4 separate regions of the Sus scrofa genome follow, and all the other regions are linked to region 3. The links are chromatin contacts, called in public Hi-C and HiChIP or PLAC-seq maps. All regions are on one chromosome and are shown on one strand. The core of a region is the stretch at or near the end of the contact, and the rest is flanking DNA. Distances in the headings are between cores, read along the strand shown. Region 1 overlaps SCG5 (secretogranin V). Region 2 overlaps FMN1 (formin-1). Region 3 overlaps FMN1 (formin-1). Region 4 overlaps FMN1 (formin-1).

What was found. Hi-C and Micro-C count contacts between places; a contact is called where the count stands out from the background. HiChIP or PLAC-seq counts read pairs in DNA pulled down with a chosen protein or histone mark.
Region 1: a Hi-C map of embryonic fibroblasts shows a contact between it and region 3, with 3 times the contacts expected there. The contact joins two enhancer-like sites. A contact is called at or near these places in 4 of 47 Hi-C or Micro-C datasets (adipocytes, embryonic fibroblasts and fibroblasts).
Region 2: a Hi-C map of fibroblasts shows a contact between it and region 3, with 2.6 times the contacts expected there. The contact joins two enhancer-like sites. A contact is called at or near these places in 5 of 47 Hi-C or Micro-C datasets (embryonic fibroblasts, fibroblasts, retroperitoneal adipose tissue and 2 more).
Region 4: an H3K27ac HiChIP or PLAC-seq map of alveolar macrophages shows a contact between it and region 3. The contact joins two enhancer-like sites. A contact is called at or near these places in 1 of 47 Hi-C or Micro-C datasets (embryonic fibroblasts) and 1 of 2 datasets of contacts at active chromatin or transcription factors (alveolar macrophages).

Annotation. Positions count from the first base shown.
Region 1 is chr1:136,544,436-136,550,620 of Sscrofa11.1, reverse strand. All of the region lies in intron 2 of SCG5 (secretogranin V), which reads right to left. Among named protein-coding and RNA genes, the nearest start is that of SCG5, 22 kb to the right of the region's middle. Within about 2 kb of position 3,555, at least 7 of the 83 cell types and tissues checked have an H3K27ac peak or open chromatin away from gene starts, as enhancers often do. A contact at or near this core is called in embryonic fibroblasts, where this site is marked.
Region 2 is chr1:136,927,582-136,934,142 of Sscrofa11.1, reverse strand. The region is part of intron 7 of FMN1 (formin-1); the gene reads left to right. Among named protein-coding and RNA genes, the nearest start is that of FMN1, 230 kb to the left of the region's middle. Within about 2 kb of position 1,507, at least 10 of the 83 cell types and tissues checked have an H3K27ac peak or open chromatin away from gene starts, as enhancers often do. A contact at or near this core is called in embryonic fibroblasts, where this site is marked.
Region 3 is chr1:136,784,232-136,790,813 of Sscrofa11.1, reverse strand. The region is part of intron 18 of FMN1 (formin-1); the gene reads left to right. Among named protein-coding and RNA genes, the nearest start is that of GREM1, 170 kb to the right of the region's middle. Within about 2 kb of position 4,828, at least 4 of the 83 cell types and tissues checked have an H3K27ac peak or open chromatin away from gene starts, as enhancers often do. A contact at or near this core is called in alveolar macrophages and embryonic fibroblasts, where this site is marked.
Region 4 is chr1:137,004,705-137,011,127 of Sscrofa11.1, reverse strand. It overlaps FMN1 (formin-1), which reads left to right. Exons shown (of 22, transcript XM_021098316.1): 6 at 5,382-5,499. Among named protein-coding and RNA genes, the nearest start is that of FMN1, 160 kb to the left of the region's middle. Within about 2 kb of position 2,832, at least 54 of the 83 cell types and tissues checked have an H3K27ac peak or open chromatin away from gene starts, as enhancers often do. A contact at or near this core is called in alveolar macrophages and embryonic fibroblasts, where this site is marked.

The DNA of each region.
Region 1 (6,185 bases), core at 2,306-4,805, 240 kb after region 3:
GTAATACCAGCCCAAGAACAGCCCTATCACCAAAGCCTACCCACTGAAGACTCCCTTACAGGAAGGGTCCAGAGTGGACAAATCTAGAGGGACAGAAAGGAGATTAGTTGAGGCCAGGGGCTGGGAAAGGGGAATAGGAAGTGAAGGGAGCAGGAGAGGGGGCAGAGATGGGGATAGGGTGATGGCTAAGGGGAATGGCCTTTCTTTGGAAGGTGATAAAAATGTTCTAAAGTTGGTTGTGGTGATGTGACTATGCTGAAAACCAATAAAGTGTATGCTTTAAATGGGTGAATTGTATGGTATGTGAATTATGTCTCAATTAGTAAATAAACAAGTAAATAACCAGCCCTAACCTTCCCTTCCTCCTCTGCACACACACATAAACACACACAGACGCAGACACACACGTACCATGCCAACACGGGATCACAAGCAGTTTACTTACAAATACTCAATGAGTGAATGTCCTAGAGTTTGACCAGCACTCAGCAGCTTATCACCTCACTCACTTGTTAACACCTTCTCTGCCCACCCCACCCCCCCACCCTTCCTGCACCAGATAGCAAATGGTCCTGGGCCAATGGCACCACCTGGTGGCCATCACAGGAACTCTCGGACCAGGTATTTCTGAACATCTCTCTCACCATTGGAGGACCTCAGGCATAAGCTATTCTCTTTTCTTCTGCCAAATTCAGGGTTCAGTTAATTCTAATTTAGGTAATCTCCAATTTATACACAAGAATTCCTTTCCACCTCTTCTCCCAATCCTTGCCCAGAGTTCAACCCCTCTATTGCTGCTAAAAACTTAAGGAATTTCAGTTACAAGTCTGCCTTGTGAAAAAGGCAAGCAGTAAATCTTAGACACAATTAAGTCTACTAATTAATCTACTAACAATGCAACTCATTAACAAATGTCTTGGAGAATAATAAAAGCAAATAGTTATATAATAGAAGGGTGGTCTATGTGGTTGGTAATCAAATAAATACAAACTAAAACAATGAGATGTCATTTTTGCCGGTCAAAAGATTTAAAAAGGTAATGCTCATAGTTAACAAGCCGGCTGAGATTCCTACAAACAGAGGAAGAGAGAGCCCAACATTAACAGAAATCAATTTGACAGTATGTAGGAAACAGAGTCTAAAAATATGCATGGAACATGACCCACTTTTTCTTTTCATAGAAATATATACCCTAGAGAATTTATCAGGAATCTACACAAAGATTCATGTGCAAATATGTCCACTGAAGCAAAGCTTTTGCTGGGGACAAATTGGAAAAACTAAATGTCCAATATTTGTGGAATGCCTAACTAAACTGTGGGATAAACATAGGATATAATCCAATTAGTAAAAATAATTACAGCAATGCTTTTAATGTATGAAAATGGTCTTGACAACATATTAGGTATAAAAATCCACGTTAAAATATTTATAGTATGTTTTCTTGGGGAGTTACAACTGAGGCATGCAGAAGTTCCCTGGCCAGAAATTGAACCCATGCTACAGCAGTGACCTGAGCCACAACAGTGACAACACATCGTCCTTAACCACTAGGCCACCAGGGAACTCCTACAGTATGATTTTTTTTACTACACACACACACACATATATATATATACACATAGAAAGAGAGCCTGGAAAGAAATGCACCAAACGTTGAAAGTAGGTATTTCTAAGTGGTAAGATTGTCAATAATTTATTTTCTGAATCATCCACAATGGCCTTTATCAATTTTATAATACAAACAATTAATATAAACATAAGTAAGCCAGCCACAGAGAGTCTTTAAAGGTACCACAAATTGCCTTCTGAATGCACTGCAGCAGGAAAAAATAAAGCCCACAGAGAACTGGTTCTCCACAAAGGGTGATGTTGGTTGGCAGGGGATAATATTATTGCGGGTTGTCACAAGTGGCAGGGGACATTATTATGGGTTGGCGATGCTGGTGTTCTGGAGGCATGGAGGGGGCAGATGTCAGGGATGCAGGCCCCACAACCAAGAATTCCATGGCCCAATGTCATGGGTGCTGAGAGTGAAAGCCATGCTCTGGAGTCAAAATCATGATGTGAATCCAGACCCTCAGCCACATCAGATGGTCAGTCCTGGCCAAGGTCTCACCCACTCTACACCCCAACCTACCCTTGTGAGGGGGAAGCACAGGATTTCTTAGTTAAAAAATAACTACATATGGAGTGTCTGGTACATAGAAGGCACAAAATAAATTATTGGTTGTCCTCCTAGAACCACATTTAAAGAAAGAACATGATCACATATTCCATTTTGTGTTTCCTTCTGTAGGTATCAAAAGAGAGTGCTTCCTAACCTTTAATTAAACTAAATTGCCCTCTTTCAAAGGGTACTTGACTTTGGGAGTCAAGCCAGTTTCGAGGTGCTGTGCTCTCCCTGGATTCTAGAGCTTTACAATCAGATTGGCAGGGTGAAAATGTGGGTCTATCCAAAACTCATAGAGGCAAATGTTCTAAGTACCAGGGCTAATGCAAGTGAGAAGTTGATGTCCTGTCCTGGCACTGCCCACTGGGTCCACCTGGGACCAAAAGGCTGGGCCCAGAGGAGGACACCAGGCACCAAAGGACACACAGATGTTGTGTGTGCATCTCTTATCGAACAAAGCAACAGGTGAATGCATTTGATTTTCTTGCACTTTTCCCCTCTCCAATGAATGATTTGAGCTCTATTTATAAATATGCTTGGAGAAATTAAAAATTATCTGGAAATAGCAGAAGTCTAAACCTATATTCCTACTGCTTCTGCATCAAAAGAGCCTTGGTACCACTTGCGGCAATGGAGATCCCATTGGTTGCCGCTCAACTCCTCTGCTTAAATTGGAGCAAGGCTGATGGGCATCCACATGCTCTCCTGGCTGCTGTAACTGGGGGGTTAGAGATGTGACTTGTCTTGGACCACAGATGAACACACTGAAGCAAGGCTGGGAGGCCTGGCTGGGGAGGGGCGCTGGGGAGAAAGCTGTGTGGATACCAGCAACTTACTCTGCTCACAGCCAGGATCTGGAATGCTGAGCGCAAGCTGACCACTCCCTGCCTGCAGTCACGTCTTGCTGTCACAGCCCAGACCCCTAGGCACCACAGCTCTGCATGTGAAAAAAAAAAAAAAAAAAAAAAAAAAAAAAAAAAGCCAGAGGCGCTGACCAGGCTCCAGCGTGCTGTATACAGACCTCCTTCAATGAGAACCAACTGCCAAAAATTCTCTTCACTGACCACACATGCAAAAAAAAATTCTTCTGATATTAGTATAATGTATCATTTACTGTCAGAAGAACTGCTTTTTCCTCCCTTGCCTTCGGAAACATTTCTAGGCCATAGCACCTGCATTGTTGCCATATTTTTGCACAGTCCAGTGACCAAGGAGTATTTAGAGTCTGCACAAACTCAACAAATGGTGTCTCCCATCATCTGCTGAAGGATTGGAAAAAAAAAAAAAAAATGAGGCAGAAGTGACCCGCTGGTTCGGTTCAGAAGACAGGCATCTCTGTAGTTTACAGCAAAGGGGCTCCTCCCAGCAGGCCCGTCCACTCCTACTGCCCAAGAGGAAAACGTTAGTCAACCACATCTTGTCCAAACAGGGCTGGGCTTGTTGACACAGGCTGCCGAGCTCTCGCGTACCAGGAAGATGGCACCAGGAAGGTCCCTTGAGCCTCCTCAGGGCAGGCCAGTCTCCTGGACTGACTGTCTCCTTCACCACAATCTGTCTCATGCAAAGATAAACTCTGACAGGCTAGTGGGGGCGACAACCAGGAGGGCCCCGAGCCGGCCCCCGATCCCTGCTTGGAAGGGCCCTGGGTGAGTGTCACTCCATCCTGATCAGACCGAATGCCATGTACTCTGCACCCCCCGGTGGGACCAGTGTTCCCCACAGTACTGGGAGGGGTCAGTGTCTGGCCCCCTGGGAGCTTCCGAGTCAGTGTGTCCAAACAAATAACCCCACAGACGCGGGTGAGAGGGAAGGACTGGGGGTTGGGGATTGGCATATGCACACTGAGGTATATGGAATGACTGGCCCATGGGGACCTGCTGTATGGCACAGGGAACTCTACCCAATATCTTGTGATAATCCATGTGGGAAAAGAATCTGAAAGAGAATGAATGTGTGTATACATATGACTGGGTCACTTTGTTGCACAGCAGAAATGATCACAGCCTTGTAAATTAATTATACTTCAATAAAACTTAAAAAAATGAAAATCAAAAAATTTAAAAAAATAATAAAATCGTCATCTAATACTAAAAATAAATAAATAAATAAATAACCCCACAGGGAAAGTGGAGCAGCTAGTAGAAGGAGCTGGTCTAGGGACCATCCAGCACATGCTGAGCATGGCAGGAGGCGTGTCTGCTCCAGTCCCCCTGTGACATCCATACATACTTTGTGACTGAAGAAACACCTGCCCCATCCCCGGAAGTCCCAATGGTGTTGGTGCCTAACTGCAAATGTATTTGACCAAAACCAAAAGAACTACCCAAGTCCCACTCCCACCTGCTACCTCGGCTGCCGTCAAAGGCATCTGCAGATGTGGGGCAGCCTTTTTATCTGCATGGAACACTCTGCAGACAAGGGGACAGGCTGTGTGAGGCAGGAACTTAGAGTCCCAACTGACATGGACAATGGGCTCCTGTCCTTAGATACTCTTTTTTTTTTTTTTTTTTGCCACACCTGCAGCATGCATAAGTTCCCAGGTCAGGGATCAAACCCGTGCCACACCAGTGACAACACCGAATCCTCAACCACTAGGCCACCGGGGAACTCCCCCCAGATACTCTTAAGTAGAGAAATGTGGCGACAATCTTAAAAGTGTCCAGCCTTCTTGCCACCCTCTATTTGATCCCCAACCACTCTGCACTCAACACATTCTAGATAACGAGTCTATTTCCTCCCACCTCTTCATGCCTGAAACTAAGCCCCCATGATCCACGTGACCACCTCCTCAAGGGCATGCAGCTAAACTCCACTTGACCTGAGAAGGCTTCCCTGAGGCCAGAGCCTTACTTCCCTCCAGAGCTCCTGTCATGGTGACTATCTCAACCACAACCTGGGCTCACAGCTTCTATCTTGGCATGCTGTACGTGTGTCTTTCAACATTTATATCTGTCCCTTTTCCCTTACATCTTTTTTTTTTTTTTTTTTTTTGGACTGCACTGCACCTATGGCATGGGCATGAGGAAGTTCCTGGACTAGGGACTGAACCTGAGGCACAGCAGTGCCAACACCAGATCCTTAACCCACTGAGCCACCAGGGAACTCCCAAGACCTAAGCTCCTTAAACAAGGGAGGCTCTAATCACAATAAGAGAACATGGGCCCTGCTACTCCTCTTTGCATCTCCTGGTCCCTGTTTGTATCACACCCATTCAGCCGACCCACCCCTGGAGTGAGGGGTGTGTGACACCTGGTTCCTGACCTTGCTGTGTTTTCACCTTCAAACAACTCTAGAGGCCTTGAGACTGAAGCACCAATGGAAAAGGCATCCAGGGATGGAGAAGTGAGAAGAAAGGCAGTTCAATCCTGCTCTGTCCCCGACTCAGTAAAACCACTCAATTCCTTGGGTCAGTTTAACCTTTACTATAGGTTAAAAGAAGATGAAGCCTGACTCTCTTACCTATTTCACAAAGATCCCAAGCAAATAAGTTAGATGTGTGCTGGCTGTTTTTCAAATGTATCAAGGCCACAGTTCCTGGCATGTGGTAGGCATTTTATAATTATTTATTGAGTAAAAATGGAAATGAAAAGATGATATTTTGATAGGATGCATGGCTCACGGTAAGTGCACTAATCATGACCTGCCAGACACACCAGCACGTGGACAGCCGGCTCTCAAGCCACTGAGAACACGCTTTCCAACCCATCCACACACCACCCTTAGGCCAACATCTCTTATGTGGACACGACCAAGCTTTGCTCTTGGCTTGGCAACTGACTAAATTGTCTTCTTGACTTTGAAGATACTTCTATACCAATGTCATGGTCAAAAAACAATAGCATGGTTGAGTTTGGAGAAGTTGCCACTTACTGTTTTTCAGGAAACATCCATCCTCACTACAGTCTGAGGTTCTGAACTCTCTATTTATTTATTTATTTTGTCTTTTGGGGGCTGCTCCCATGGCATATGGAGGTTCCCAGGCTAGGGGTCAAATTGGAGCTGTAGCTGGTGG
Region 2 (6,561 bases), core at 258-2,757, 150 kb before region 3:
TAACCGTGGGATCCAATTACTTTCTATGTTTTATCTTAAGAAAAATCACAAAAAATCACATTCTACAAAATAGATAGTTAAAAGTAGAAATAGTTTTTGGAAAAAAAAAATCCTTTACTACCCTAGGGCTGTATTCAATTAAAATAATCCCCCAAGATTGAAACTGTAGGAAATTTTTACTTTACAGTTGAATCAGCAATTAAGAACTGCTGGAATTAGTTTTAATAGTAAACATCACTCTGTCAAAAAGCACCAAGTATAAAATTAAATGCTAAAAATCATCTGTTACTCTGCACATTCATGTGCTTGTTATTGGACAGTGGGCTGTTTTGCGAAAGTAGGGGCCCTGCACAGAGAGATTAGCTTGAGCCTTGCCTGTGCACAATTGAATATGTTGTGCCTGTTCTGTAGAATATACTTACATTTATATATGTACAAATATGAATTGAAAGAAAGACCAGTGCAGTTAGACTTTTCCTGATCAATGAAGTCATTTTTCAAAACGTCTGAATAGATTCAGAAATATGTCAAGGAAAACTGTGTATTTCAAAGACTAAAAAACAAACCAACCCAAAAAACAAAGTACACCTTAGGCCTGTGTGTGCTGGTGGTATCTAAATATATAGGTTTCGGAGTTCCTGCTGTGGCACAAGTCAAGGATCTGGTGTTGTCTCTAGTGGTATGAGTTTGATCCTCGGCTGATGTGGTGGGTTAAAGATCTGGCATAGCCTCAACTGTGGCTGTGACTCAGATTCAGTCCCTGACCCAGGAACTTCCATATGCTGTGGGTGTGGCCAAAAAACAAACAAAAAAAACAAGTATGTAGGTTTTGGTGTGACCATATGTGTTTTTTTAAAAAATCTGTTGTTTTTAAAGTTAAATATCCTTTTAAAATAACACAAGTGTTTGCAGAACTGCTAAAATACCTCCATGGATCCCTAGAAACCTAGTTTGTAAGCCTCCTGATCTTCTTCTGACTTGTTTGTTTTACAAATGAAGAAAATAGCCAGAGATAGGAAGCAAAGGTCATACAGCAGTCTTAATGCTGAACTGAATCCAGTCACTCTGATTACTATTTTAGTGGTTTTTTCCATTAACGTGACCTAGCCTCTCCAATTGGAGCAGAAAATATTTCTCCTTGGGTCCATTACTTAGAGAAATGAAGATTATACTCAATTTTGTGAGCCCTTTTCTGGCATCTCAACTTATGTCTTGTATAATGAGTGTGCCTTTTGGCTGGGGTGAGCAATTTTTGTAAATTTAAGCCATCTCTCTTCCCAGCTTCCTCCAAAGGAGGCTTCCTAGGCCAGGGCCCAGATCTTAATGAAAAACACGTAAACCTTCTTGTTTGTTTTCCCTGCCGATTAACCTATAATTTAAAACCCATTCAATGGCAGATTTATCAAATGACTAATCCCCTGGGGAGACTAGAAGTGGCCAGGAGAGGGTGGTTGTGGCCTAGGCACACATCATTGGTCATTTGTTCAAATATTAAGGTAGAAAGCCAAATACCTCCTTGCTTACTCATGAAAATAGATTTGAGGAGGTTAGTTATGAGTGGGCCTGGAGTGGCTCGTTACTAGGTAATGCAAGCAACACAGACAACCACGGATATTGTTGCTGGACAAATCGGCCTGTATGGCCCTGGGTTTTCTTTTCCGTCAATGAAAAAGTCATGTATGAATAAGATTTTAAAATTTACACCAGCTCAGCTGTCCTGAAAATGAGAAACAACCTCACAAATAGCTCTTCTCAGCTAGAATACAAGCCTCTCAACGTATAAACTGTTTCTTTACATACATTCCCAAGAGTGTATACAAAGTATATATATGTATGGGTGCCTTGTAGTTGCTCATTAAAGCTTGTTTGAATATTAGATGGTGGAGAGACCAGTGTCTCTAATGCTGTTTTTTCATTTCCTACCCCTTTTCAATTAAAAAAAAAAAAAGCATTTTGATAAAGTGAAGACTTGTTCAATGTCTGTCTAGTTCATATTTTGAAGAGTAACTAGGAAGTTTAGCACAACCATGCCTCTAAGCCTCTTCTTGCTAGCAGGGAGCTTTCTATATGACAGTGGTAATGATGTGGAGACTATTTTCCTAATCAGTAATCCTTGAGTCTTAGGCACACATTTCACTTTTACCTTTTTCTTTTTTTTAATGGCTGCACCCATGGCATATGGAAGTTCCCATGCTAGGGGCTGAATTGGAACTGCAGCTGCTGGCCTACGTCACAGCCACAGCAATGCCAGGTCCAAAGCACATCTTCGATCTACACCGCAGCTTGTGGCAATGTTGGATCCTCAGTGCACTGAGAGGGGATTGAACCTGCATCCTCATGGACACCATTTGGGTCTGGAGCCTGCTGAGCTGTAATGGTAACTCCCCACTTTTACTTTTAATAGCAGAGAGAACTCAATAGCTAGCCCCTCCTCACCTGCTGTTTGATGATGCTATCTATGACCTAATGCTGTTTTTTCATTTCCTACCCGTTTTCAATTAAAAAAAACAAACAAACAAAATACAAAGTTGGCAAAGTTGGGAGTATGTGAGGCAAAGATGGGTAATCTGCTTCACTGTTTCTGTAATGATACTGTTGGACAGATGGGTTTGGTCCGTAGGGTGGGTCACTCTTTAGAGACAATGAGTGAATTGAGAAAGGAATAGTAAAGTGATTACTGGGATTATTTGAAGAACCTCAGTTTGTCACAGAATTAAAGACCAGGGTTTCCCATCTGTTGCTTCTTAGTGCATGTGTACTCTGGGGGGTTGTACATACCTCACTGGACTAGCTGTAGCTTCGATAGTGATAATAATACAACATAAAATTCCAAGTCCTCTCTCTTAATAGAGAAGGAATTAGTATGTTGGCTCACTGCCTCAAAATATGCGGTTTTAGGCTTGCTCATTAGGTTTTGAATTACGTTTTGGAAAAATAAAGTCTGAAAGTCATTTCCATGGATATCCCAAGGTGTGTATATTCATTCTGTGACTTACACTAAATTTAGCAATATTAATAACTTAGAAATAAAACATTACTAGAATCCCCCATGAGTAATGATTTTATTTCACAAAAACACTCTGGCTGCAATCAGGTTTGGTTTTGTTTCCCAGGTAAGACCCTCAAGTTCAGATTTCAAAGATTTTTCTGTTTTACTTCCCATATTTCCTTGCATAACTGTCCATAATTCTGTGTGCAGGTTTTTGAAGTATATTCTAGAATCCTTGTAATAACTATCACATATCAGACGTCATGCCCAACTTTATCTAAACTGCATACTGAACCACGGGTGTGTTTCAGAGTACCTTAGTGAGTCTTTGTGTTGATTTGCGTTCATAATGAGAAGCTGGCACTGTCTTTATGTGGCTTAGGTGATACTATGCTTTGAGTCCTTATGAAACTTTAATGGCCAGAGCTCTCTGTATTCGATGAAATTGGAGAGAAAGGGATACAGTAACATCTTGGGTGTGGAAATTATTAGCATTTTAGAACTTTGCTGAAGTGGTGAAGTTTCACTGTGCTTCTGTGCAGTCTCTGGAATTGTCTTGCTTTCCCCAACCTAAGAATTTAGAATTTGGAAGAATCCCTGGAAAAGGCTGACTTTCCTCAAGCTGTACAGTAGACAACCTGAATTTTAACTGGCCCTGGCAACACCACTGGGAGAGAAAGTTCGTAACAACCAAATGCTAATGGGTGATTTTTCTGCAGTGCTTGGCACCGCCATGATGTCTTTCATCAGTAGGCATTTTTCTATCTTCTTCTTGGCAGGCATATTTGTGGGGGCCAGACAAGCAAAGTCTCCCTCTATTACTTGGGTTTCCGGACAGTGTGTTCCTTCAATGATATCTCTGAGCAGGGGTAATGTGGAGGATATTAAAAAATAATGAGGATCTGGTAGGGGAAGGGAGGGCCAGCCCCTGAGGAGGCTGCAGGAGTCGCCTAGAGCCCAATTCCTAATTGGATTAGAATCCCAAATATGGTTCAGTTCCACTGCATGGCTTACTATACTTATGGGAACAGCCTTTACGCTTACTGTGGAGAGAATACTTATCTACACTAAATATTTTGAATTGTTAAAATTAAATAGGATCAACATTAACTTTTAGAAATAACCACACTTAAAAAAATTATCTAGATATCCTGTCTGAATTAATAACAGTAGTGAAATTGCACAGTTTATGCTGTGCACGGGACTATCAGAGAGGAAGGGGACCACATGTCTCTCTCCTTTTAAATTTTCTTGGAGCTTCAAGTCTAGTTGGGTGGGTAATACAGAGGCACAGGGAAGTCTTACTATTTAAAGCTAAAGAAATAATTCAACTCAAAAAGCATTTCTGGGTCACTGGCTAGCCAAGCAGTGTGCAGTGTTCTGGAAGTCCAAACATGAATAAGGCAGGGTCCCCAAATGCCTGGAGCTTCTGGATTTGCAAAGAAGATGAACATAAATGACTATAACACAATGTGAATCTAGGGAGTTCTTTGGCAACAAAGTCAAAGGAAAACTTTTGTCAAGAAGAATCAAGAAAAGCTTAAGTCAGAAGGTTCAGTTGCACTGGAGTGAATTTTCCTTTGGGGCTTTCACTAGGTGAAGATGGAAAAAAAGGGGGGCTTTGCATAGAGGAAACAGCATGTGCAAAAGCTTAAAGATGTGGGAGTTGATGGGATGTTTGAGCCTATACTGGTATAACATAGGAAAAGTATAGAGAAGGATCTGGAAAAGTAAGCAGAGGACAGGTTTTGAAGAGCCGTGGGTATCATGGAAAGAATTTAGGCTTATCTGCTGTATGAAATAACTATTCTCAATGTGGGTAATGAAGTGATATTTCCCTAATAGGGATATATCAGAATTAGCAAGTTTTTTTTTCAAAAAACTCATGTTCCTTTGGAAATTCTGGAAAAACCCCACTTAAAGGTCATTGTCAAAAAAAAAAAAAAATCCACCAATATTGTGGTGCCATACTATCTCAGCCAAGCTTGGAACAGAATAAAGATTAAAAATAGGAGTTCTTGTGGCTCAGCAGTAATAAACCCAACTAGAATCCATGAGCGTGAAGGTTCCATCCCTGGCCTTGCTCAGTGGGTTGAGGATCTGGCGTTGCCATTGCCATGAGATGTGGTGTAGGTCACAGTTGCAGCTCAGATCCCACGTTACTGTGGCTGTGGAATGATGTAGATGATGTAGGCCAGCAGCTGCAGCTCCTATTCAACCCCTAGCCTCAAAACTTTCCATACTTTCATATGCTATGAATGTGGCCCTAAAAAGACAAAAAAAAACAAAAACAAAAACAAAAAAACTTTCTAATTCTGATATAATTACTCTTGGTTTCAGTGCTGGCTGCCTATTGGAATCTGTTGGGGAGCTTTATGGATACCAGTGTAATGGTACCATCTTGGACCGATTGAGTGATTATCTTTTAAGATAATCCAACTCACCAGTATATATATATATATTTTTGTCTCTTGTCTTTTTAGGACTACACCCGAGGCATATGGAGGTTCCCAGGCTAGGGATCTAATGGGAGATATAGCTGCCAGACTACGCCACAGCCACAGCAATGCCAGATCTGAGCCTCGTCTGCAGCCTACACCATAGCTCACAGCAACGCTGGATCCTTAATCCACTGAGCAAGGCCAGGGATCAAACCTGCAACCTCATGATTACTAGTTGCATTCATTTCCACTGCACCATGATAGGAACTCCACCAATATTTGTTATAAAGCTCTCTATGTGTTTGTAATGGGGAGCAGGCCAAGAACCAATATGTTAAATAGACAATAACAGTGTCAATCGAGGAAAGGGATGATTGGAACAGAGTGGTTTAATTGGTAGTGCTCTCTTAAAGATTGTAAATTTGCATCTTACTTAGAGGGAGATGGATAGATTCACAAGTGGGAAGAGGATGTGATTTAAAATAAAAGCAATTTGCAATCAATTTCTAAGTAAAGGAAGATAAATAAAATTTGTATGAAGTCTGAAGGTAAAACTTGGGGAGAACTGGAAAGATGTCAAACCTTAGACCTGTCTCCTTTCAAATGATACGATGGAGTAAAGGCAGTAAAACAGCAGATTTTTAGCATGGAGGGTTGAGGAGAGGGAAACTCATTATGTTTCATATGTCTTAAGGAATGTTTATCTAAAAATGAATGGGAGTTCCCTGGTGGCTCAGCAGGTTGAGGACCTGGTGTTGTCATTGTTGTAGCTCAGGTGGCTGCTGTGGTGTGGGTTCAGTCCCTTACTTGGAAAAGTTCACATGCCATGGGTACAGCCAAAAAAATACAAAGCTTCCGTTTATTTTCACTTACTGAATTGTTTTGTCCCTCATGTACAAGCACCATCTTCATTGTGAAAGTAGAGAGACTAAAAAGAGAGTCAAAAGGGTTTAAAAGCATTATTTCCCCTTGATCCAGCCTTATCTGTAATTTTGGCTTGTAAGGGGATGAAAGAAAAGGAGTGAATCAGAGAAATGAATGAGACTTGTGAAGTAATATGTTGGGAATGTGGGAGAATAAGGGATCCAGAGTGTTATCCAGGCTTCTGGATATGATGGTTGGGAAGATGAT
Region 3 (6,582 bases), core at 3,579-6,078:
CTTTATTGGAACAGGGACTGTACCTTAAAATTTTTATAACTTTGAGTAGGGCCTTTAACTAGGTAAGTATTAAAGCCTTACCAGGGTGCCCATCTCATGATGGTATTGTTGGTGTTAATGTGGTCCCTACATCTCCCTTTGATTATAGCAGAATCAACAATCCTTTGAGATTATGGAGCCGAAATTATAACAACCCTTTTCTGATGAGAAACGTCCCCAGATAGAAGTAGGAGATGGAGCCTGTGTATAGACCATCTTGTCCATCTGTTAATTCTCTTTCCATATTTCATTGGCCTATTTTAGAAAAATGTGCAGTAGACTAGGTTGCTTCCCACAGAGGCAGGGTATTAGTAACTTCTGAAGTTTCGTTAATGTTATTGAGCCATCAGCCCACCATCGAATTTTCCTATCATGGCTACATGTACCCTTTGGGGTGAAAATTATTTGGCTTTTGTTTTTAAGTATTCTGAATGTAGCGGAAAGAGCATTATGCTTAAAATAAGAAGACCAAGGAGTTCCCGTCGTGGCACAGCAGAAACAAATCCAACTAGGAACCATGAGGTTGCAGGTTCGATCCCTGGCCCTGCTCAGTGGGCTAAGGATCTGGCATTGCTGTGAGCTCTGGTGTAGGTTGCAGACACAGCTCAGATCCCACGTTGTTGTTGCTGTGGCTGTGGCATCCGCCAGCGGCCATAGCTCCGATTGGACCCCTAGCCTGGGAACCTCTATATGCCATGGGTGTGGCCCTCAAAAAATTTTTTTTAATTAAAAATTAAATTAAATTAAAAAATTTTAAAAATTAAAAATAAATTTTAAAAAATGAGAAGTCCTAGGTTTGAACCCTAGCTTATCACTTCTCTGCGATTTGGGGCAAGTTTTAAATTTTCTCTTACCCTTTTTCTTTTCTTGTCTGTAACATGGAAATAGTAATATCTCCTGTATGGTGCCATTATGAAGATGAAATGAGATAACATACATGTGAAACCACCATATGTGTGTTATTTTTAGAGCATGATTATTATCCCTCTGTGTGAGAAACAATAATTGGTTGAAATTTTCCCCTGGGGTTTCAGTTCAGGCAGGGAGTTAGAGGTTCTTTTGGTGTGATGGTTTTCTTTGGTCATATGCTTGTGTGCCTTTCTTTTTATTTTTTGTGTCTCTATTGTAGGTTTTTGATTTGTGGTTACCATGGGGTTCGTATATGTTGACCTATAACTGTATCTGCTTAAAACTGGTGGTCATTTACATTCAAACACATTCTAAGAGATCTATTTTTTTTTTTACTCAGTACATTTTGTTTTTGCTGTCATATTTTATATTTTCATATTTATCCCTTAACTGTATGTTGTAGTTGTAGTTGCTTTTCCTTTTTCTTTCTTGGTCTTTTCATCTTCGTACCGGCTTGTTGAAGTGATGCATCCTCAGTCCTTAGTATGTATTTGCCTTTCCTAGTAGGATTTTCCCTTTCCTATAGATTCTTACTTTTCCACTTAGAGAAGACCTTTTAACATTTCTTTTAGGGTAGGCTTAGAATTGATGAACTCTTAGTTCTTGTTTGTCTGAGAAGGTCTTTATCTCTCCTTCTATTCTGAAGGATAATCTTGCTGGGTAGAGTATTCCTCTTTCAGTACTTTGAATATATCATGCTACTCAGAAATCAGCTGATAGCCTTATGGGAATTCCCTCTATATGACTTTCTGTTTTTCTTTCCCTGCCTTTAGAATTCTCTCTTTAACTTTTACCATTTTTAATTATGATATGTCATGGTGTGGGTCTCTTTAGGTTCACCTTGTTTGCAACCCTCTGTGCTTCCTCTACCTGGATATCTGTTTCCTTCTTTGGATTCAGGAAGTTTTCAGCCATAATTTTATCAAATATTTTTTCGATCCCCTTCTCTCTCTATCCTCCTTCTAGGACCCCTATAATGAGAATATTGGCACCCTTGATGCTATCCCAGAGATCTCTTAAACTGTTCCCATTTTTTTAAAATTTGTTTTTCTTTCTGTTCTTCTGATTGGGTAATTTTCATTATTCTATCTGCCAGATCATTTATGCATTCTTCTGTGTAACTTAGTCTGCTATTCATTCCTTCTAGTGCATTCTTTAAATCACTTATTGAATTCTTCACTTCTGATTGGGTCTTTTTTGTATTTTCTAGTTCCTTGTTAAAATTTTCACAGTATACATCTATTCTTTCCCCAGTTCAGCTAACTTTTTTTTTTTTAACTAATGCTTTGAATACTTTTTCTGGTAAATTGTTTATTTCTGGTTCATTGTTTATTTTTTTAGTGGTTTTCTCTTAATCTTTCAATTGAGAGCAGTTTCTCTGTCTTTTCATTTTACTTAACTTCGTCTGTCTCCATGAATTTAGGTGAAACAGTTACCTATTGCAGTTTTGGAGATATGTTCTTATGTGGAAGCATCCTATACAGATTCCATGTGCCCACTGCCTTTACTTGGAGAGCTGGATTTGACATGGACACAAGTCATGTCTTTCCTCAGGGTGTGCTAGTAGCTATTGCTTTGATAGGGGTGTGGTTGGAGATGGAGAGGCTAGAGCTGGAGCCAGGTATGAGGTGGGACTTTCCCTTTGCTCAGTGGCCATCACTGTCCTATATGGGACAGGGTCTAATCCCAAGTTTCTGGAGCAAAAGCCCTAAGGTTTGGGCCCAAGCTGGCTCTAAGTGTATTTTTCTCCTCTCCCTGCACTGGGATTCTTGCCCCAGAGAGAGGCAGAGCTTAAGCAAGTGGGGCCCACGCAGGGTTTCAGCTCATGTTATGTTAGCTACAGAGGTCCAGACTGTCTCTGATGCTCTGCCTTCAATTGTATCCATTGCTCCACTCAGTCACAGCCTCAGGCACAAGTCCTCTTTGTCCCTCATAGCCAATCCCTACCCCTAGTTTCAACTGCTCTGTTGCGGAGCCATACAGCAGGCAGGCTGGGGTCCACAGGGGACTCTCGGTGTGTATTGTCAGGAGGTGATTTGTGATGGAGTAGCTGACGTCAGAGATCTGGGCTGCTTCTGATGCACTGCTTGAGTAAGTGCCAACAAAAGCTGCCACCACCTCATCCAGGCTCCACTCTGCGACCAGGTCACCTCTATGTCCCTCAGTGAAGTCTCCTTCCCAGTAGTGGCTGCCCCAGATCCAGTGCCATGCTCCTGCTATCCCAGCAGCCCTCCAGTGAGCCAAGGAGGTTCATCTCCCTTGGGGGAGCTCTAGGACTGGGTACTCAGTCTGTGACTCAACCCACTCACTTCCCAGAGTGGATGTCTGCTGGTGATGTCTCCTTTTTTCTCTGCATCCCCTCCCAAGGATACATGTCCCAACCCAATTACTTTTCTTCGCTTCCTGCCCAATTGCATGTGTATCTTTTTTTCACCTTTGGTTGTACATGAGTCCTTCTATCAGTTTCCAGTTAGTTTTCAATGAGAATCATTGCACATGCAGGCATATTTTAGATGTATTTGTGGCAGGAGGTGAGTTCCATGTTCTTTTTACTCCACCGTCCTGATCGATCTCCAGAATGCTTCTTGATTTCAACAGTTAAAGCGTAGTGCTTCATTTAATCTTTGCAAGACTCCTTCAAGGCTGATTTTATTATCCCTAAGGAACTGAGTCTAAGAACTTATTTAAGGTCAGTGTGATCTTAATCCCAGTATTGATACTGTGTCATCCTAATAACTTGGAAAATCACTTATTTTTTCTATGGTGCAAAACCCTGGTAACTAACTAGCAATAAGCATTTTTCCATACCATCTAAAAATGAGAACAGCAAACTTGTTCACCACAGCTTAACCCCAGCAACTATCATTCCTGGAATCCTAGTAGAGATCTTATTCTACCTCCCCCACAAGTAACAACAGAAGTTTCATTTGTACTTTGGAAAGAATTGTGGTGACAAGTAGTTAAGTATTTTATGGAATCAGTATTGAGCTCTGCAATCTTGCATAATCATTGTTTTCATGATAAATTGCTTTGTGTAATTGTTGGCTCAGCCACTACTTCCCCTTTGGATTCTTGACAGCTATCACTGAGGTTTTCATCAGTGATTGATTGCAATTGCTATCACATGACTTCTCTTTGAATTACTCAATTATTTTCTTCATGTTGGAAGAACCTAACACCTGTACTGCCTTCTGGGAGTTATTGTGCAGAGTACATATTATATAATGTGTGGTTTTGCAGATAAAGTCACAGGTCTGTTTCTTCTGCTGAGTTCATTTTATTTTAGAAGAATTGTGGTAGTGCTAGTAGGAGCCCAGGACTGAATGAGATAATACATGTGGAGCCCTTAGCGCAGAGTTTGGCACTATATATGTCAGCTGCTGTTATATTCTTGGGCATTTTATCGCAATTTTATCAGATGGTTTGGACAGTGGAGTTAGAAAGTCAGTCAAGGAAGTATGACTTCCCAATGGTGCAAATAGCTGCAATCCTAAATTCAAATGGCAAGTTGCTAATTACAGTAAAAGGTCTTCCGTACTAGAAGGAAAGTCATGTTCTTCTTGTCATAGCTTCTAAAAGTAAATCAGAAGCAGTGAATATAAGCTGGATCTCTCTAGGGTCTGAAGCCTCCTTTTTGTTATAATTTGTAGATCATTCTATGTGTAATTAGAGGAAAAATCAGGTATGTAGGGTAAGCATAAAAAGTACCAGATATGGATGAACTTTTCTACGAGGTTGTATTCTTTTGCCATTAAAATATTTCATTTAAAAGTGTAATTGTAATTTCCATAGTTACAGTTTAGTGATAGAAAGTATTTACATAACTCCATTAAAGATGACGTGGATCTAACATCATGGCATAAGAAATCAACAATATTACCACCTAGTGGCCACTGAGTTGAACTGCAAGCACAGGACCCTTGGGACTCACAAAGAGTGCCTTGCTTCAGTGTCTAAAAGCAATTGAAGATGACAGTGAGCACCACTAGAGTAAAGGACTTTATCCTTCATAACTGTTAATTACTGGAACATTCAAACTCTGCTTTGTAGCAGATGGGAGGAAGATGAGACTGTGAGAGGTTGCAAGCTGAAGCTAGGGAATGTGGTCATTTAATTCCTTAATCCTTTTATTAATCTTTCAAATTGAGAACTCTTTTTTCCACCAGTTTTATATTGAAGTTTTGATTGATTTCCACTATTTTTGTTCTGAAAATTAAAAATGTGTATTCGAGTAGATCACAGCTGTGTTCAACAGGACTGAACAATGGGTTTTGCACAATGGGAAATATGCAGAGTCAGTTTATGTCCTTTCATGAAATTATCAAACACTAAGTGCTTAGCTTCTTGAAGTGCTGGTTCGTGATAGCACATCCTCACTCCATCCCAGAGTCTGGCACCAGGACCTTTTCCATTTACCACTTCCCCTCTCTCCCTATCATCTTCCGACTTGTTGACATTCAAATTATTCATCAAAATGAACAAACCATCTGCCTACTGAGCTCATTGCCCCATCCCAGTTCCTTGCCGAAATAAATGAAATGTGGGATGAGTAATTGTAATGTAATAATTCTAAAGGAGTGTAATGTATTCAAGTAGGTTGAATGTGGAAATCCACTAAAAATATGTTTGAAATCTCTATCCTTCCCAGGAGGGTACTATTCTTCCCTTAGTTTTCATGATTCTAGGATTAAGCCTAATTGCTAACATAATATACGTGCATGATCATCTGCTTTCTTAAACTTAAGCTTCGTCTGGCATTGGTTCCCAGTTCATAGTCATGGCTGTGGCATTAATGGTAATTGGTCTGAGCTTCATGTGGTCAAATAGGTTCCAACATGTTGACAGCAGTTAATGGAGTGAGATGGTCCTGGGTAAGATTCAAGGGATGGGTTTCCTGTCTCTTTCAAATTGTTTTCTATTGTTTCTGTCGTAGTCTCCTGGGAGACTTCAGTGAAAGAGGGCTGGCTTTAGAATTACACTGAGTTCAAATCCCTTCCTTAACTGACCTTGGGAAACTTATTTCACCCAAACACGGCTGAGTTCTCTCATCTCAGAGAGAGGTAATAACACCAATACCATAAGGTTATTGTTATGATCAAATCAGCTAACATATATCAGCCACCTAAAACAACATCTAACATGGTAATATGCAGAAATATTTGCTCTTTGCCTGCCCTTAACCCTGTCCTTATATTCCTTTATGTTTTGCTGTGACTTCTGTTTCTTAAGCAAATGTTCAGATTTAGGTCCATCTAAGATACTGTATTGATAATGCCTCCCTGCCCCCTTTTTGCTGTACTAATACAGATATAGCTGTTCAAATGGTTCATTAAGTAGTAAGGTCTTCCTCGTTTTAGGTACTGTGCTGCTTCTTTTGATAGGATGATGAGCAAGATGAACACAATCTTTGCCTCTGGAGTTTCTATCTGTAAATGTATATTATAGCCTGTTGGCCTTAGGAATCCACATGGTATATTCTGGCTATCTGTTACTATCTAACCCACAACCTCAAAACTTAGTAGCCTAAAATAATAGATTCTAACTATCTGTCACAGTTCTGCAGGTTGACTAGACTCATTGGGGTGGCTCTTGTTCTGGGTTTCCTATGAGGTCAGAATCAGGGTGACTGGATTT
Region 4 (6,423 bases), core at 1,583-4,082, 220 kb before region 3:
TCATGGTCTAGCCCAAGAGATTGGATATAGTTCCCTGTCCTGTACAGTAGGACCTCATTGCTTATCCATTCTAAATGTAATAGTTTGCATCTGCTAACCCAATAATACCTTATATCTTGAGCCAAGGGGCTGGGATCAAATAACGTCCTGGGACCGAATACTTCCTACACTTGCCACAACATTGTATTGGTGTCCATGGGTATTGAGAGGGTGCTGAAACTTTGTAATACCACCCCATGCTGTAGTGTAGAAGAGCCATCGACTCCTTCCAGTTTATGTCCCATTTTGACCAAGTCTGCTGAAAGTCCTCAGAAATTTATTCTGGAGCTCAATAACCATGTCTGAAAAAATGGAGACTTCTCAGTTAGAGACCACCAAATACCAAATAATGTGCCACGACTCCTCCCTTCACCTGTATATTGACTGGTCCACGTAGTTCTTCAGAAGACTGATCATCTTATTATCTGATGTGATGAAGCCTCTTTCTTCTGTCTTGAAGAAGCAGAAGTATGATTTTTATCATTGGGTGTTTCCTCTAGACACAACGCTTCTTCTGAGACTTAAATGGCATCAATGAGTTTTCCTGCATTGGGGCAACCTTTTGATTAACTGTGCCCCAGTTAATCCAAAATAACACTGATCAGGAGCAAAGAGGAATGTATCCATTTAGATATAATAAAAGTAAATAAATTTAAAAAATAGACATAAGGTCAAATCAGGGATTAGGTTCCTCATAAGTACTGTCTTAACTTTCCCATAGGGGACGATGCGATATAATATGTACCCTTTTTTGTGTGAGGGTTTTTGATACCTCACAAGAAATTTATTCCCATGATCAGAATTTTTCAAGATTAATACTTAGTGGGGGCATACAATTCATTATCAATGTGGAAGCCAGAACCACTCCCTACTGCAGATAAAGCAAGGCAGCTGTTTTGCTTGTGGCAAGAGTTTCTGCTTTGAGGAATAAATTTCTGTTTGCATTTAACACTTGGGCTCAGTCTTCTTGCAGCTTTGCTCAGAGAGCCAGAGATTACTATTAAGCCATGATTACTGTTAAGCCAGTTTGACTTTTCTGATCCAGCACAGTGCCCTGTGCTTACTAAATGGGCCCAGGTGCTTACTAAAAGCCTGCTGACTGGATGGGATTTGAAAAACAATGAGACTTTCAGGTACTGTCTGTCAGAAGCTGTCCCAAGAGGCAGCAGTGCAGCTAGGAGACGGAGCTGCAGTTTTTCTGTCTTTCATTGCCAGGTCCCCAGAATATAATCAGTGTTGGAAGCTGCACTGAACTGGTCATATCTGGTGGTGGTTTTGTCTGTCCTGTAAATCGGACCTGTGACAGAGACTGGACTGATAGAGACCTTTTGGATGTTTGGCCCTTTTGGGGAAGGGACCTTGGGGACCTCTGATGAATCGCTCTGGCTAACAAGGCAGGTTGTATGTTACCCTGTATGATGACAGGTTTCAATCTGTTGTTTTGGATCGCTGAAGTGGAGAGGGGTGCCCTTTGGCCAGCAGGATTTCTAAGGAAGCCCAGGAAGTCAGAGCTGCTGAGCAGAAGCCCAAGGTTGGCATAGAGAGTGTGTCGGGTAATCATTCCTGCCGGGCTGGGGCTGTTTACTCTGCCACCCTAAGGCTGGTGGACACTGGGTGTGGTGGGTGTGCTTGCCTAAGTACCTGTTTGCAGAACACTGAGACACCAGGGCAGCGCTAAACCAGCAGTAATCTGAAACCAGTCGTGTAGGTTTTCCTTCTCCGGCTCTGGCAGCTAAAATCTGCATTCCAGATGAAACCTGCAGGGAAGCGGAAGAAAGCACTTTGAAAAAGAAAAGAAAGCTTCAAGGGCAGTCAATTAACTGCTTTTGAGAGCCTGGGCATTTTGAAGTGATCTCTTGCTTTCTTTCCTCTTATTTCTTTGCTTTGGGCTTTATAAGTGGCTGTTGGTCTGTGTGAACTGCTAGGTTTTTTTTGGCCAGGATGGCACGGGGCTTCTGACCAGGATTTAGATGGCAAAAGAGGGCCAATAAGAAGTATTTCAGCCATTTTCTGCAGATTCACTTTTGAATTTCTTGGATTGCTCCGAGGGAAGGGGTTGGTTTAGGGCTGTCAGGCTCAGCTTGCCTGCTCAGCACTTTCTGGAGCCTCCTGCTCACCAATGAGGAAGTTGAAAGCGACCAGGAGATCGCCGGCACCGGGGCGGAGCTCGTGGCGAAGCCCTGGGCTAGGATGAGTGGGGGCAGGCTGACTCTCCCAATGACAAAAAGCCTTTTGTCCCCGGGAATAAATACGGAAGTCCCAGAGGGGCAGCCTCACCAGTCCGTGTGTAGTAAGGTGCGCAGCCTCGGCTGCTTCTGGGCGTAAAGCTCTGTGGACTTTTTCCAGTTGCCCCAGGCGCACCATCACCGCGCAAACCGGAAGGAGGGCGCGGGAAGGACCAGAGCCGGGCCAAGTGTGCTTGCTCTGTGGCTGAGTCCGCTGGCAGATCCTGTTGCTCGCCGTTCTGGAAGTTAAGAGCCGATGGAGCAGAGAAATTGAGAGAGCTGGGGAAGGTAACAGAAGTCAGAACTTCCACTTGGGGCACTGCTGGAACATGGAAGACCTTGGTGACGCCCTCAATGGCCGTGATGCCTCGGAACCAGAACAGCCCGAAGCCGGACTTGACATGGCCCAGTCGATCCTGAGCAAGTTCTCTATGAAATCCCTGTTTGGGTTTAAGAGTAAATTGGAGTCAGTGAAGCCTGAAGAGGAAGATGCGGTGTTGAAAGCCTTCCGCAGTGTAGTGGCAGATTCCATGCCTCTGCTGGTGGAGCCCAGCAGTGGCCAGGATCCACCAGAGACAGAGGCTCGGGTTCCACCTGACTTTGAACATGATGGGAAGGCTGCAGGGGTGGAGAAGGAGTTGGAGGGAAGGCAGAGAGGAGCAGAGGCAGGGATTCCTCTCGCTGGTCAAGTTCCACTCGATTCTGTGAGTGTGAGTGGAGACAATGTCGTTTTGGTTCGTGGGACCCTGGTGAACACCACCAGTGATTCTGACTCAGATGATGGAGGCCAGGAACCGGAAGAGGGAAGCAACACCAATGGCCCAGAACCCCCTGATTTTGTTTTATCTGAGCCATTTGAGGAGCCCCAGGAAAAGACAGGAGATGGTAGGCGAGATGTTGCCGCTGGAGAAACTGGTACCACTAGTGATGGAGACCTCTGTGGAGAAGTCCCTCAAAGGACTGCCCTGGAGATAAGCCACAAATCAGAAGCTGATGATGGAGGCCTTCAGACAGAGCACAGCCCTGGCCAAAGACTAGCTGGAGAAGAAGGTTCCAAAGTTCTACCAGTGGTGACAGACCAGAACTTGAGTGTTGGTGTTACCGAGAATGCCTCTTCTAAAAAAGAAGACTCTGGAGAGAAGTCCTTCCAGCTGCCAGCGTTTTTTAGTGGGCTTCGCGTGTTGAAGAAGGGAGCTCCAGCAGAGGGTGGGGAGACCATCACTGAAATTAAACCAAAGGATGGGGACCTGGCTTTGCTCAAATTGACCCAGCCTGTCCAGAGGTCCTTAGCACAGGCAGGGCCTCAGACAGTGAAGACTGGAGAGAAAACGAACGATCCCAAGGCCCCTCCCACTCTCCTGGAGCAGCTTTCTCAGCTGCTCAACATTGATGTCCCCAGAGCTGAACCAAAGGTGGAAGACCCTGAGCAGCCCAGGGGAGCAGAGATGGGCTGCCATGCTCCTGGGAAGAGTGAGAGCAGCCCTGGAGAAGCCCAAACCCAGGGGGGAGAGGTCAAGCTAAAGCCACCGGAGACTGCCTTGGAGGCCTTTAAAGCCTTATTCATCCGTCCCCCCAGAAAGGGGACCACAGCTGACACCTCTGAGCTGGAAGCTCTCAAGCGCAAGATGAGACATGAGAAGGAGTCTCTAAGAGCTGTGTTTGAGCGGTCGAGGTCAAGGCCAGGGGATGGCCCCTCGGATTCCAAAAGCGTATGTAGTGTTGAGTTTCGTGTGTTGTTGTGTGTGAGGCTGCTGTATGTCTTTTTAGGTTTCCTGTCAAAGTGAATCTCACTATTAGGGACCCTCTTCTAGGTGAGATGAATATAACTGAGTTGTCTTTGTTAGGAGTATGGAGTTGGCCAGAAGCCTTTTTATACATTTTTCTGGGTTGTTGTAAGTGGGAGTATATATAAGATGTGCAGGTAGAGAAGGAAAACTGTCGCTCTGAATTTAAACATTAGTAGTAAATGTGCTTTTGAAAACCAGGCAGTATGAAGAATCAATGCAATATGGAAATATAGCCCAAATTTCCTCACCACTTAATTACACCTCTGTGAAAACTTGTGTTTTTCCTTTGAAAGTCTGCCACTTGGCGAAATATGTTCGTGATGTGATTGAAATGTTCTCTATTGGTTACAAGGCATCCTGACTGAGCACTGAATTGAGAATGAGACCTGGGTTTTAATTCTAACTCTCCCATTTTCTGGCTGGGTGACCTTGACCATCTCTCAGCCTCAATCTCCTCGTCAGCAAAAAATGAAGAAAATAACCTTTAGCTTATTTGGTTGTTGTGAAGATTAAATGAAGTTAGCACATAGTAACCATCTACTTAATGAAAACTGTTACTATTATTAAAAAAATTATTTGGGTAATTTGTAAGGACTCCCAAGCATTTATCTGGTGGATCTTAAAAGTTTATAAGGACAATGACTAGAATGTCTTGCTCAGTATCAACTTGGCATATAATTATCATTCCCTCATGTATTTGATATGTTTTAAAACATTACATTTAAAGGTCTTTGGAAAAATTATCTTGAATTGACGTTAAAAGTTGTAAAAATCAATTCCTGTAAAGATAGCTTGAATATGAAATCCATCTCTTTCATTTTTCTGTAGGAAAGAAAAAAAAAAAAGAATTCATCACTGTGGACTTCCTAGAGAAGTATATCTTGGCCTGCAGTTTATATTCATGGAAAATATGAAACCAGTCTTTATATTCTAAATAACTTTGAACTTCATTGAGATGCATTTGTAAATATTCCTATAAATGTACCCGGTTGTAGTAACATGTGGATCTGTATCTTGAGCTCAAAGTGTATTTAGGATTAAAGAAAATAGTTATATGATAAAAATTATTTATTGAGAATTGTGTGATACTTGGCCTTTGAGGTGTTTCCCAACCTCCCCCACCCCCACCCCCAACTGATCACTTTACATTTCTGGAAAAAGATCCTATTGTGGTGAGATGTTTCAGTTACTTTGAATGAGAGCAGCATGCAACTGGCTGTTAGGATTAATTTAAGCGTTAGAGTGAGCATGTTTGTTCTCAGGGATTAATTGACTCTGGCCACCTTTCATTCAACTTAATCTTTTCTTTGCCCCCTTTTTTTTTCAACAGCCTGACCACAGCCCCACCGAGCAAGATGATAGGACTCCTGGCAGACTCCAAGCCGTCTGGCCACCCCCGAAGACAAAAGACGCAGAAGAAAAAGTGGGATTGAAGTACACTGAAGCAGGTAACATCCAAAGAAGCCAGGTGCCCAGGGCTAATCTTCTGCCACAGTGGCTTTCAGTTCTGGACTCTGAAGTTGAGGTTTTTGTTTTTTTGATCGAATGTAATGCTGAAGCCTTTTCTTTTTGGTTTTGCTGTTAAAGTAAACCCTGGCACACTTATCATTAATGAGTCTCATAGAGATGAAAGGGGAGTGCAGTGCAATGAATGAGGGAAGAGGGTGTGTGTGTAAAGTAGGAGAACCTGTGGGAGACTAATGGAGAAGGTAGATTACAGACTGCCCAGGACGCAGGTGATTGGCCCTCATATCATGTTGTGTGAGCCAGCAGACTTGCTGGAAGAGGCAGAGATGGAATCTCCAGAGCTGTAATCTGATTTGTTCTTTGTCTGTGAGTCGTGCTTTTGAGCTGCAGGAACCTTGTGCAGAGTGAATGTACAGATCCTGTATCAGTTACTCTTTCACTTTTCTGAGACAAAGCTTTATTTAATGCATGGCCAATTTTAAAGCAATCTGACTCTCTGGAAACCTTCTCAGGAGCTTTGTTTGAATATATTTAAATAGAAAGTGAATCTAGATATTTTTACTCTTTTAAGTGAGGGGTTCACATGAAATTTAACAAAAAGAAAAAGGTGGAGTTCCCTGGTGGCACAGTGGGTTAAGCATCCAGTGCTGTCACTGATGTGGCGCGGGATCCATCCCTGGCCCGGGAACTTTTGTATGCCTCTGGCATAGCCAGATAAACAGAGAATGAGAAGCTGATGTATCTTAATTGTGTATATGTGTGTCTGCGTGTGTCTCTAATGAAACCCCTTTGACTTCTTCCTGAAAGCTAAAGATTACTTATTATAGGCTTATATTTTGCAGGTTGTCTTAGGCATGTGTGTAAATTATCAGTTGGTATGGTTATATGAAAATACTTCTTTCAGT